3 separate regions of the Mus musculus genome follow, and regions 2 and 3 are each linked to region 1. A link is a contact called in public HiCAR-type and promoter capture Hi-C data. All regions are on one chromosome and are shown on one strand. The core of a region is the stretch at or near the end of the contact, and the rest is flanking DNA. Distances in the headings are between cores, read along the strand shown. Region 1 holds the start of Cdk5r1 (cyclin-dependent kinase 5, regulatory subunit 1 (p35)). Region 2 holds the start of Taf15 (TATA-box binding protein associated factor 15). Region 3 holds the start of Pex12 (peroxisomal biogenesis factor 12).

Region 1 (4,418 bases), core at 918-3,417:
AGAAGACCCATGCCTTTAATCCAGGTTTTGCGGTGGGCCTTTAATCTGCGTTCTTTAACCTGGGCGACACCTTCTGTTGGAAGGAAGCCTATGTAAGCACATGAAAGAAGTGAGCTTTTGCTCTTTGCCAGGCTCTTAGGCTTTCTGCCCAAAAACTAGCCACTGTTGGGAGTTCCGCTGCCCTGACTGCTTCCGTGAAGCAAGCGTACCAGGCGTGGCCTAGGTGAGTAGGGTTCCTGACAACCTCTCACCTCAGCATGTAGTATGGTAGTGCCATCCTGCTTCTGTTCTGCAAACACGAGGAGGCTGGGGTAGTTGGCAGAGGTTTTCGAAGGTAATGGGGTAGGGTTGGCCAGACAGAAGACAAGAGAGAACACGCATGTGGCCGTGCTGGAGAAGGCCCGTGACCTCTAGGATTGAATTGTAAAAGCTGGAATTCAGTTGCAGGCAACAGCAGGCCCGGGTCTTTCTAATGGGTGGATCTCTGCCTTTGGAGGGCTGTGTATAATTAGGGAAGTAGAACACATTTAACTTTTGCTTAATCCTGGAATTTGAAGGGGACCATAAGCATGAAGTCAGCTCAGAGGCTGGTTTTTAGCGGTTGCCTTTCCAGGTAGAAGAAACATTGGGGGAGCTGGTCTGAAAGGCCTTAGGAAGATGGCTTACAGCCTACTATGATGAAAAGGAAGAGACCCAGGGCCGCCCTACTGAAGAGCAGCTAGGGGGTTGAGTCTGACCCTTGAGGCTCGGTCTCAGTGTCAGTGTTGAGAGCGCTCTTGGAGAGGGTTTTCGTTGGAGCTGGTATGGTGGCTCATGCCTGAATCCTAACTGAACATTGAAGCAGGAGGATGGCAAGGTGCTGGCGGCCTGTGTCTCAAGGAAAGGTTCCAAGTCATGGATTAATTTTGAGCAGAGTTGTTAGAAAGCCAGTGTGACACTGGCCTTCATTCCCCGTCCCCCAATGTAATTATTTACTCTCCCCCTTCCCGGTTTGAGTTGAAGTCTCCATCCTCACCACAGCACGTCCTACTACTGGCTCTGGACCATACTCCAGAGCTGTGAGCTAACACTTCATTATTTCGTTTATAGGTTACCCAGTGTCAGGTGCTGTGTTCTAGTAATAGCAGGTACCACTCTGTTCTATGAGAAACATTGTTAGGAAGGGGCCACAGCGAAGCTAGCCATCCTGTGTGCTTGGTAAGGTCCTGGAAAAACTTTTTTTGGGGGGTGGGGTGGGGTGGTAACAGGGCAGGGCACTTACCTCTCTGGTCACCCTGGTCCCTAACCTGGAAGTACTTAAGCCTAATGACCTCAACAAGATTCTTGTTTTGGGTGTTTTCAGGAATTCTCTCAGGTTCGGAGTTGGGAGTCTGAGTTAAGATACAGGTTGGCTTATTTGACAATTTGGGTCTCCAGAACCAGTCCAGAATGAATGACTTGTAATTCGGCAGTGGCCTTTGTGAAGGACATGGAGGCTGATTGTGAACTATGTGTCGGTAGTCAGAACCAGATTTTCTTGCAATTTTACTGTCATCAAGTTTTAAAATGGGCAAATAAGAAACTGGCCTAAAGGCGCAGCAGCTTCAATTTTGACAGCCTCCGTGATAGGATCTCTAGGCCGCCCTCATCCTTCTGGCCTGGCTTTCCTAGAGTCTTAATGGGTGCCGGGCTTTTACGCTGATGCTGATTGCGGCTCTTCCTTTCTCCAGCGCCCGGGCCAGCTCTCCGCACCGCCCGCAGCCTCTGCCAAGGGGGCCGCGGCGGGAACAAAGGCAGCACGTGTCTGGGCGGGGCCCGCCCTCCGCCCCGCCCGCCCCCTCGCCCTCCCGCCCGCCCTCCCGCCTGGAGAGCTCCGCTGCGCGGCGCCGGAGCTCACGAGGCCGGGCTCCGCGCGCGGCGCAGGCACCTTCCAGGTGGAGACCCGGCTTCGCGCGTTCCCGCCGCCCGCGCCGTGTCCCGTAATGGGCGCGCCCACTAGAGGCGCCACCGTGCGCCGCTCGCGCTGAGGGACGCGAGTGGCGGCGACCTGGCGGCGAGACCGAGCGGGCGTGTGGACCGCGCGCGCGATCCGGAGAGGCGGCTTGCAAGGCGCGCGCCGGGGCGGGGCGGGGCGGGGCCGGCGGGCTCGCGGCGGAGACGCAGGCGGGGGCCGGGCGGGGGCGGGGCCGCGGCGTCTGCAGAACCTTGGACAGAAGCAGGGAGCCGCCGCCGCGCCGAGTCGAGCACCCGGGCCGCGGCGCGCATTGCGGAGGGCCTGGGACGCAGCGGCTGCGCCTGCCGCGGGAGCCTGCCTGACTGCGGGTAAGCCTGCGCGGACCGGGGCCGTGTGCGCGGCCTGGTTGGATTCCTGCTGCGGAGGCCACTGCGGCTCTTTGACCGGTGCCGCAGTGGAAGCACAGGCTGGGGCTCGACGGGGCCGCAGCCCGGGGGTTCGGGCCTCGGAAGTGCGAGCGGAGGGGCGCGGCGTGGAGCCCCGCCCGGGGCTGAGAACCATCTTGTTTTCCACGCAGATCCGCAGGACTAAACGCGTCGTGTCCCGGGAGCGCCTCCTTTCTCTCTGCGGCCGCTACAGGCTCGGTAAGCCTTTACCCCCCTCCAGCCGGCAGGCTGGGCGCGCGGGGGTGCCGGCCCCTGCCGGGCGCGCAGTGGCACCATGGGCACGGTGCTGTCCCTATCCCCCAGCTATCGGAAGGCCACACTGTTTGAGGATGGCGCGGCCACCGTGGGCCACTACACGGCCGTGCAGAACAGCAAGAACGCCAAGGACAAGAACCTGAAGCGGCACTCCATCATCTCGGTGCTGCCTTGGAAGAGGATCGTGGCGGTGTCAGCGAAGAAGAAGAACTCCAAGAAGGCGCAGCCCAACAGCAGCTACCAGAGCAACATCGCGCATCTCAACAATGAGAACCTGAAGAAGTCGCTGTCCTGTGCCAACCTGTCCACATTCGCCCAGCCCCCGCCGGCTCAGCCGCCCGCACCCCCAGCCAGCCAGCTTTCTGGCTCCCAGACTGGGGTCTCCTCTTCTGTCAAGAAGGCCCCGCACCCTGCCATCACCTCTGCAGGGACACCCAAACGGGTCATCGTCCAGGCGTCCACTAGTGAGCTGCTGCGCTGCCTGGGTGAGTTTCTCTGCCGCCGGTGCTACCGCCTGAAGCACTTGTCCCCAACGGACCCCGTGCTCTGGCTGCGCAGCGTGGACCGCTCCCTGCTTCTGCAGGGCTGGCAGGACCAGGGTTTCATCACACCGGCCAATGTGGTCTTCCTCTACATGCTCTGCAGGGATGTCATCTCCTCTGAGGTGGGCTCCGACCATGAGCTCCAGGCTGTCCTGCTGACCTGTCTGTACCTCTCCTATTCCTACATGGGCAATGAGATCTCCTACCCGCTCAAGCCCTTCCTGGTAGAGAGCTGTAAGGAAGCCTTTTGGGACCGTTGCCTCTCAGTTATCAACCTCATGAGCTCCAAGATGCTGCAGATCAATGCCGACCCACACTATTTCACACAAGTGTTCTCTGACTTGAAGAATGAGAGCGGTCAGGAGGACAAGAAGCGACTCCTCCTGGGGCTGGATCGGTGAGCCCCTGTAGCCGGTATCCTGGCTCAAGGATTCCACTTGTTTTTAAATTTTATTACTAAAAGAATCAAGTTTTGTGTACAGTATGTGTCTAGCAGAGCCACCAAGGGCCTCTTCCCACGTTCTTTCCTTGGGGTTTTTTTTTAGCCCTTTCAAGAACTCTGGGGACTTTCGAACTGATGAACCTTGCGCGAACCCAAAAGATGCATTCAGAGCCACTTCGGCTGCTGACCACTCACTTTCCGGGACTCAAGGGACTGACTTGCCCATGTCACCTGTACCCACGATGGATCCAGGGTAGATGAGGCTTCCCACTGTCCCATGATCGGAGCTGGGGCCCATGGCTGGTGGCCCTGGAGGAATCAGCCCTTTTCTGGGTATTGTTTCTCTTGAAGGCTCCTGGAGCTGGCTGTCCTGACTCAGGATCCAGGAGGTTGTGAGTGAGGCAAGATCTGCACAGCCCTGGGGCATCAGTGCAGGAGCCTGCAGAGACTGCTGATGACTGTTGACCATGCACGGCCCTGGTTTGCTGCGTGCTTTTTTAGGGAGAAGGGCTTTCCTTTCCTGGCAGGACAGAGCTCCCCTCCCATCCTTTTGTCTCTGCTCCCACGTTAGTGCTGGTTAATGAGGTGGTTTGCTCATTAGATTCCTCACCCGTTTTGGGTCCCAGCTAAAGGATGAGGTGAAGCTAGGGGCAGCTCCTTCCCTGAGCGAGCTTTTCACAGTTTGTACCCTGTGTACAAAGCCAGAACAGCGCCGGGGACCCACTAACAACATTGCCTTCTGGGCGGGTGGGTGTCTATGCCTGAGATCAGGTTGGTGCCCACTTGCATGCTAAGGCCTC
Region 2 (4,418 bases), core at 1,018-3,517, 3.0 Mb after region 1:
CCCAAAGTGCTCTATCACAGCTGCTAGCCTTGGAGAACCTATTGGCTAGTTCCTGATCTTTCTTTATAGCTCAGTTTAGGCAGCACCTCATGCAGGAGGCTTTCCTTCATAAGGCTACCTTCCTATGGATGAAGTGTCCTATTTTTAGAACACTTTCCACCCCTGGAACATTCAAGTCTGGTAGGGACCACAGGCCTGCACCCTGCCTATTATATTATGTGACTGCAGTTTCTGAGACCAGCAGGCTGGGTTTCTTTCTCTATCTCTAGGGTTTCCCAGGTTCTACACACAGAGTAGATCTTAGGAAATGGAAACTGGATAATGATATAAACTTACACTGTCAAAGATGAGCAATACTCTGTATATCTTTCTTAAAAACAAAAACAAAATTAGAACCCAGAAGATCTTTCTTTCTCCTGTAGCCTGGTTCTCTACAATTGCATAAGCTCTTCTCTGGGTTCCTCTCCTCGATACAGATGCTAAAGTACCATGGCTCATAGTCATGAAAGAACTTTTATTTCTTTATTTCTTTAGCCTTGCCTTTTGGTCCTGTCTAAAGGTTCCTAAAATCCTCTGTCTATACAGATACAATGAGGAGAAAGGACCTCATGCTCTTTTCTGACCTGAAGGTATCAATTCTGAACTTACCCTTTCTTTGCTCCATTCTAGTCTTTTCCGCTTGGTCCCTGTCACAGTGCAGGACACCTCTATCTGGCCATTTCTTGCATAGGCTTTCATGGCCTCCTAAGTGTCTGTGACTTCTGCACTTCCCTCTGCAGTTACTTTATGAGTCCAGTGCACTGCGATCTCTCTCACTAGCATTATTATTAAGCCACTCAAGTGATCTTCCTGCTTAAAATATTTTGTTTTAAGACAAAAATAAAAAAGGCCCTCTGCAGTCCTGTGTGTCCTGGAACTCACTATGTATACCAGTTTGGCCTCAAATTCAGAGGTCCTCCTGATTCCACTTTCTAGTACTGGGCCATGCTACCTCAATTGGTTTTAAAAATTATCAGTGCTGGGAATTGAGCCCAGGGACTCAAGCATGTTAGGCCAGGCTTGGATCACTGAGCAAAATTCTTAGTCTCGCTTCTCTCTCCCACTTTTAGGCACCTCGCAACTCCAACCTATTCTTCATTCTACAGCTGGAAAATACATATCTAATCTCCACCTTTTGAAGTTCTCTAGTGGGTGGATCCACCACCTTCAGGACAAAGTTCAAACTAAGAGGCCTCAGCTATATACCCTCCTACTTTTCTGGCAAGTTCAACTTTTCTCCCCTGGAGGCTACACTTCAAACATATCAAATTACTTGTTCTACACCAAGTCTGGACAGATCTTTTGCCCAATTCAACTTGAATAACTCATCACCCAGGTCTTCGTTCAGGTGTCACTCACTCGGGGAAATGTCCTTGCAGATTCTCGAGTTTTCCAAGCCCTTTTCCCAACTGAGCTTACTCTACGGCTTTCCGGTAAAACCCCTTAGCAACAGGGTCTGGTTACCAGGCTTCAAAATTCCACCTTTGCCCTTGGTTAGCCTCAGGCTATCCGGCTGTATCCGCAACTGGGGGAAACTATTTCATCAGTCTGTTGTGCGAATTAAATGAGATGATGTAAGGCGCTGACAATTTAAGAGTTAGCTGTTACAGAGGACTAAGAAAGATCCATTCCCGTGTCTCCTTATTCCCGGAGCCAGTTATGCGCGTGACTTAGACTGAAGTCACATTTTTGTTCTGGTCTCACTTCGATTTTTTTATTGGACAAGGTGGTTATAACAGCCCCGGAGGCGATCAGGTATGGAGCTTGTCACGACTTTCGTTCCGCTCGCTGCCCAGACTCGGGACGCCCCCAAGTGGTTCAAGTTCTGCAGCAAGAGCCCGAGCGAGGCCGACCACACCATTCCCGATTTTAAAGGAAGAATCGACTTTCCCAGGCATTAAGTTCTTATTTATAAAAGGGGAGCCTCGTCTTTCGCTTCATAGCTTCAAAGTCTACCAGACCCGGTAAAACTAGAACTGGGGTTGTGAATGGGGCGGAGCGAGCTGGCTCGCTTTCCTCCCCTAGCCCCAGGAGGGCATTGGTACTTTCCTCTCTCAATTCCCTCTCAATAATGGTACGGTCGCGGAGGGGAGATCCGGGAGGACTCTAAGGCTCGGCGGAACGGAGTGGCGTGGAATCACCCCTCCGGCTTCGGCGCAGTGGTATCGCCTGCCGCGCGCTGATTGGCTGCCGAGGGCCCGCAGTCGGCCTCAGCCCGCCGCGCCGCCCTCAGAGCAGCTCCAGCAGCCGCGCCGCCTGGCTTTTCGTTTTCCTTGTTCTCCGCGGGCCGTGGCGGGGCTCCGCGCCGCGGCTGTTAGTCATGTCGGGTAGGTGACTCCGTCAGCGAGCAGCGGCAGCGGCGAGAAGGGGTCCGGTGGGTTCTGGCCGTCTTCCCGCCCACCGGAGGGCCGCGAGGGAAAGACTCCGGCCTGAGGGAGGCTGGGGTGGGGGGAGGGAGGGGGGCGGCCGCGTCGCCGCCATGTTGGACCGGAGGCACGCACGCTCCCAACGCTCCCTGGCTACAAATCACGGCGGGAGCGCCCCGGAGCTCTTTTGATCCTGCCCTTGGAACCTGGGGAGATGAGCAGCTCCCCGGGGAGGGTGTGTGTGAGTTGGGGGGGGGGCGGAGGCCCGTCTACGCCATCGTAAGGGCGGGGGGAGCCGAGATCTGAGCATCAGCCTGAGGACTGGGGGCTTCGGGTCCTCCGCGCCGACTCAGATCTCTCAGCGAGGCCTCCGGCCGGTCGTCTCGCCACCTCGTTCCTCTGTTTCCCCATCCGAGAAGTGGAGCTGGGCCTTCCTGACTCACCCATTCATCAGGTGGGAGTCTTACGCTCTGGGAGCCCTTTTCGAAGCACTTTGCCTTACCCGAAGTCGCGCTACGGTCATTCCCTCTGCTGTAACCATTGGGGTTGCGGGGCGGTGTTTGTTTATTGGGCTTCACCTTTGTACTCCCTCCTCCACTTGTTAATCTCCTGAACTTAGAATTAAGCCTTGCCAGTTACTGACGAGCACTTTTAGGTCTTCGTGGCATTTCCCTTAAGACTTTAGAGACCAAGGACAGCGTCTTCCTCAAATTAGTATTTATAGAGGCCACTGCTGTGTGGAAGTGAGGCTTTCCCCCCTCCGGACAGGCAGTCTGGGTCCTGTTAAACCAGAACTTAAAAGTCCTCTGAATTCTAACAGTTCCAGTTGACCACATAAGGTCCTTTCTTTGGGCTACACTTACAGGTGGCAAAGACAGACCCAGAACGAGAGTTCTTTACTTCTGAGGAAAACATTGCCTAAAGCCATATGGCTGAGATGACATAATGACTTTGGTAGTTTTTCACCTACTTATGAGAGAAAGGATCTCATGAGGTATCCTTGGCTCAACTGGAACTCGATATGGAGTCCAGGCTGGCCCCAAACTCACAGATCCACCTAACCGCTGGCACTAAAGGTGTGCACCACTATGCTTGGAAGATTTGCCCTTTTATTAATTAATTGGCAATCCTTTTCTAAAGGTTTTCCCAGTCCACCTGGAGGGATGTGTATGATCAAATCTGCAATTGGAGAAGATTCAAAAGGAGCGAGAAAGACGGGACAGAGAATGATGGTCTTCCCTCAGATTAGCAATGATACTGAGGAGCTAGAAATCTCATCTTTTTGGGTAGGGTACCTGTATGGTGGAAAAAGCTAGGCTGAAGTGAAGTTAGCTCTTTTTAAATTCTGCTTTTTGTTCAAACAAGGGATTATTAGTTCCAGAGGAGAAATTGGCATATTTTTTCCAGGTAAAGGTCCAGAAAAGGATGTACAAGTGCATCCTTAGGAAGGGTATATGTAGGTTAACCGTGACTTAGAAAATTAAATAGCTCTCTTCATGTAGGAATTACCAAGATTCAGTGTAAGCAGTGCTCAGGGATTGTTTGGGACAGGATCTTCCAGTGTGTCCTAGGCTGGCTTTGAACTCATCATCTTTTAACAGCTTCCTGAGTGGCATTGCAAGCTTGCTACATTTGGTCCACACTGTTGGTTTTTTATTGTAATTATTTATATAAGACAATGACATTTTTATAGGACTGAGTAATTTCAATGAAAGATTTAAATTTAAAGGCTTAAGTTAGGATTTTTTTCTTACTGTTATATACAACTTAATATGTTTTGTGATGTATATGAAATACCTTGACTTTTGAATAAGTGACTTGTTTAATGTGTGTTAAATTAATACACTTAACAGAATAAATCCCCCCCTGTAAGTAACTAGTATTATTAATAAGCTACATCCTTTAAACATTCCAGACTACACTTAGAAATTTAATTGACTTATTTAGATGTTTGCTGTGGCAGAAAGACCCATGGTAAAAATGTAGAAGCCAGTGTGGTATGCATAGAGCTAT
Region 3 (4,418 bases), core at 569-3,068, 2.8 Mb after region 1:
GTCTTTAGAATTAATTATATCGCTTTGCCTTGAATCTTTGCTCTGCCATCTTCTGGCTAGTGGTTCCCTCAACTGTTAAATGAAGCCACTGCATTTAATTCAGGTTGTGATGAGGCATAAGATAACACAAAGCAAATACCACGCATGGGGCTCTTACATACACCAAGCATGCACAAAGGTGTGCCTATTATGAGAGAGGTCACCAGGATGGTGGCCCATGCTTTATGGATGTGAGGAATAACTTCTGTGACTTAATAGCTAGGGTAGACCGGATGATTGGTACAAATTTTCAAATTTTGTTAATAAAGGGGTTTTAGGAATGGCCTTACCTTCTGACGGGCTCCTGCATTGCACTGGCTTCAACCAGTCTCTGTTTGATAGCTTGCATGTCCTGAGCTGTCAGTCGAGCTAACCGAACTCCAGCCAGTTTCAGCAGGGGAGAGTGATGCTCAGCTTTCCCCAAGATGTAACGCAGTTGTTGTGTAAGAAACCAGCCTTCCCAGGCCATGTTAACAAAAGGGTAGGCCGCCAGAAAGGCTCTGTAGAATCGTTTCCAGCGAGAAGAAGGGGGGTGAATAGAGTATTCGTCTTCTTCTCTCAAGCTAGAAGCCAGCTTCTCTAGCTTCACTTTCAGATAGGGAAGAAGGACAAGGAACATGGCAGATTTCCAGAGGTGTTCCTTGGGAAGACCAGCACTGGCCGGTCTCTGAAGATGCGGCGAGCTCCCTGCCACAATCCGCTTTAAGCCATAAAAGTGTTCAGAAAATGAGGCACTAGTTCTAGAAAGATAATGCTGCTGGAGCAGGAAGTCTAGCAGAGTGAAGATTTCATCAAACCACCGCCAGAGGAAGCCATAGTGCGCAGGATTTGATTCTGCAAGAACCTGATGCAAAAACATTTTATTACAGTCTTCAGTTTGTATTCACATCAGCCTTTTCCTTTTAAATTCAATACACCTGGCTTAAGTAATTGGCTTTTGGGGTATAGTCTGAGTTCCTGAGGTCATAGGAATGGAGTACAGAGCTCTTTGAATGGATGCCCATTAAGTCCTGGATACAAATGACACATGGCGATCATTGCAAACTTAGGGTTACTAGTAAAATGTTTGGAGTTTTATCCAGTCGTCCCTGAAACGATTCAGAGAAGTAATACCTTACCTTGACCACATGCTGAAGAGCGGGTCTCACTGCTGTCATTAAACTGTCCTGTGCTACCACCTCAAAGATGGATGGCTGGTCGTCCGCCACTGAAGCAGTTGTGATGTGAGCCCCATACTCAGCCATTGTGTCTTGTGTGAACTGGGATTCACTTTTCCCACGAACACTCTAGTGAGCATGAACTTGTTTTTGTATCAAACGGGTGCTGAGTCTTAGTCCTTCTGCATGGCACCTGAAACTAAAAATTGAATTTTACAGGAGTGAAAAATCAACGGGGGTGGGTGGGGGGAGCTTATATGGAGGCGGAGGAGAGGGAGTCTCAAAGTAAGGACTGTTAACTCCGGAGCTGGGGACGTGGCACGTGGGGTCTGGGGAATGACTTGTCAAATGCTGCACCTCACAGGGCAGAGCGTGACTCGGAGGCGGGGAGTGGGCCAAGAAACGTGTCGCTCGAACCGCAGTCCGGGAGCTGCGAGGCCCGGCTCCGGCGGCTGCCTGAGAAGCGCCCGTCCTTGCTTGCTGACCTCGGGCACGGAGCAGAGGACCCGTGACGCCACCTGCGAAAGGAGGTCTCGGCTTTGTGACCGAAACCGTACCCGGAAACAGAAGCTCCGAGGACCTCCACACGGCGGGCGGAAGACAGGCGCTCTAGCATCGAATGTAGCCCTGAGCCGGAACTCGGGAACTCTATGACCAACTGGGACTTCCGTTTCCGCCCCCCTGACGACGAGGCGACGGGTTAGTGCAGTGAGTGCATTCTGTTCCTGGTTAGCTCTGAGCGAAGCTTCCTGGAGGGCGGTACTCGAGCCTCTGTGCCGAGCTGGGGTCCCTGCCTGACGCCGGTTGCCATGGGAGATCAAGCCAGGTCCTTTCTGCCAGGTGGTGCTTAGCTCAAAGTCGGCCACCTTCCCGAGTGTTAGTCAGTTATCAGCAAGTTTTACTAAAATGACAAAAGATTCATTCTTGCCTACCAGAATTTAGGACGGCTACTTTTTTACTTACTTACAGACAGCTTAACTTGTCATCCATGTGTAAAATTAAGTTATAGCTCTAGGCACATTCTGCTAGATGAAATTGATTCCTGCCCTCCAGCTCAGTAGGTATTAGCAGTATTAGCAGCGCAGGGATCGTTATGATTCTCGAACTGAATAGTAGCATTCAGCTCTAGAGGACCTTAGGGTATAAAAGTGGGCAATTGGTTTGTATAATGAGAACCTTATAAAGGGATTGGTTTTAGTTTCAATTTAAATTTTGAAGTTTTTTTATAGTTCTAAAGTATGATCCATACTTCACTAAAGTCACTGTCAGAAGTGCAATTGTTGAATTTCTAAAAAGTATTAAAGATTTTTGTTTTAAATAATGTTTGTTTCAGCTTAAAAGTTTTTTTGATTTTTGGTTTTTTTTTTCGAGACAGGGTTTCTCTGTGTAGCCCTTGGCTGATCTGGAACTCACTCTGTAGACCAGGCTGATCTCGAACTCAGAAATCCGCCTGCCTCTGCCTCCCGAGTGCTGGGATTAAAGGCATGCGCCACCAACGCCCGGCTTCAGCTTAAGAGTCTTAAGGTTTATGTACATATCCTTGGCTAGCATTCAAGTTGGCTTTCGTGCTCAGCCTTGAGTTTTAAGGACCCGAGAACTACATAAAGCATCTGGTAAATATCGCATGCTAACCAATGGGGTCTTAATTTTAAAAAGATTTTTAGGTTGTACTAGTATTTGCTGGCACATATATGTATGTGCCACATGCAGCCTGGTAACTGCAAAGGTCAAAAAAGTATGTTTGATTCTCTGGAACTGGAGTTACAGACCATGTGTGTGCTGGGAACCAAAGTCAGGTCCTCTGCGAGAGCAACCAGTGCTGTTAACCACTGAGCCATCTCTCCAGCCCACCAAGCCACCTCTCCAGCCCACTGAGCCACCTCTCCAGCCCACTGAGCCATCTCTCCAGCCCACTGAGCCACCTCTCCAGCCCACTGAGCCACCTCTCCAGCCCACTGAGCCATCTCTCCAGCCCACTGAGCATCTCTCTAGCTGTTTATGCTTTTAAGTGAATAGCAAAAACACACAGCTAAGAAATAGCTAAAACAGGTAGAAAATGAAACATTTGCATCAATTAAGGTTTTTAGTTGCAAAGAACAGAAGCAGGCTATTTTAAAACAAAAGGAACTTAAACTCTAGGTGGGAAGGCTGGAGAGATGATGGGCAGGTGAGAGCACTTGTTGCTCTTGCAGAGGGCCTGAGTTCAGTTTTCAGCACCCACATTCAGAGGCTCACAATTAACTGTAAGCCCAGCTCCAGGGATACAGTGCTCTCTCTGGTCTCCTGAGGTACCGACACATACTTGTACAGATGCAACGTTTAAATGGAGTAGCTCACAAAACAAGATAGCTCAAAAAGAACAGGACTATATAACTCCCTTAGCGTTCTCTCTAGCAGGAATTAGTAACGTTTCATCCAAGTAACCTTGTTACAGTGAACAAGTGTCAAGTGCTCATTGTGTCCACGGTCAGATTCTTCTGACAGAAGGTGCTGGCATATATATGTAACCCCAGCGCCTGAGGCAGTGGGCTACCTGGCAGTGAGGAAAGGGGGAAAGAGGTGAAAGGGGGAGGAAGGGGGAAAACACCCATTTGAGCAATCTTGGTTTAAAGTTGATCAATCATGGTTAGCCAGAGGGTCAAGATTTCCTGATTAATGGACCCACAAGACTACTCTATAAAAAGGAAACTGTATTCCATGAGAAAAGGAAAAAGTTAAAAATAGTATGTCCTGGTTGGTTATATAACTCAGTGGTAGGACGTGTGTGAAGCCCTAGGATCCTTTCCCAGTTCTGGAAAGAAAAATAGTGTCAGTTTTTATTTCAATTTGGTAATGTGCCAGTTTTTAGTTACCAAATAATGCATTAAAAACCCCAGTCTCAAATGTGTAGTCTAATAGAAGGCACATGATTAACCTTTCTATTAGAAGGCATTAAAGGCTAAGCCTGACCATCAGGTTTGGAGATCTTAAGTATATATTAAATGTAAGTTACATAGGAAATTATTTAATAGATGCTCAGTAAATAAATGTAATTGGGTTAAGTCATCTGTTTTGTTTTTCAAAGACAGTTTTCTGTGTAGCCCGGGCTGTCCAGGAATTCACATTGTAGACCAGGCTGGCCTTGAACTCACAAAGATCAACTTACCTCTGCCTCTTGATTGCTGAGGTTAAAGGCTTGTGCCACCACACCCAGTTGCCTTGAGTTTTTTGTTTTTAATATAT

Evidence for each region. Promoter capture Hi-C pulls out the DNA fragments that hold promoters and counts their contacts. HiCAR-type assays count read pairs that join an accessible place to other places.
Region 2: a promoter capture Hi-C map of liver shows a contact between it and region 1, with 9 times the contacts expected there. The contact joins the promoter of Taf15 here to the promoter of Cdk5r1 in region 1. A contact is called at or near these places in 2 of 39 promoter capture datasets (both in liver) and 1 of 484 Hi-C or Micro-C datasets (cerebellum).
Region 3: a HiCAR-type map of astrocytes shows a contact between it and region 1, with 7 times the contacts expected there. The contact joins the promoter of Pex12 here to the promoter of Cdk5r1 in region 1. A contact is called at or near these places in 3 of 39 promoter capture datasets (cranial neural crest, embryonic stem cells and liver), 1 of 115 datasets of contacts at active chromatin or transcription factors (astrocytes) and 1 of 9 other capture datasets (liver).

What each region holds. Positions count from the first base shown.
Region 1 is chr11:80,474,856-80,479,273 of GRCm38.p6, forward strand. It overlaps Cdk5r1 (cyclin-dependent kinase 5, regulatory subunit 1 (p35)), which reads left to right and starts at 2,168. Exons shown (of 1, transcript NM_009871.3): 1 at 2,168-4,418. The coding sequence starts at 2,654. The coding sequence ends at 3,577.
Region 2 is chr11:83,470,841-83,475,258 of GRCm38.p6, forward strand. It overlaps Taf15 (TATA-box binding protein associated factor 15), which reads left to right and starts at 2,268. Exons shown (of 16, transcript NM_027427.3): 1 at 2,268-2,366. The coding sequence starts at 2,360.
Region 3 is chr11:83,297,159-83,301,576 of GRCm38.p6, forward strand. It overlaps Pex12 (peroxisomal biogenesis factor 12), which reads right to left and starts at 1,819. Exons shown (of 4, transcript NM_001364762.1): 1 at 1,554-1,819; 2 at 1,158-1,395; 3 at 330-883. The coding sequence starts at 1,283. It also overlaps a transcript of Ap2b1 not described here.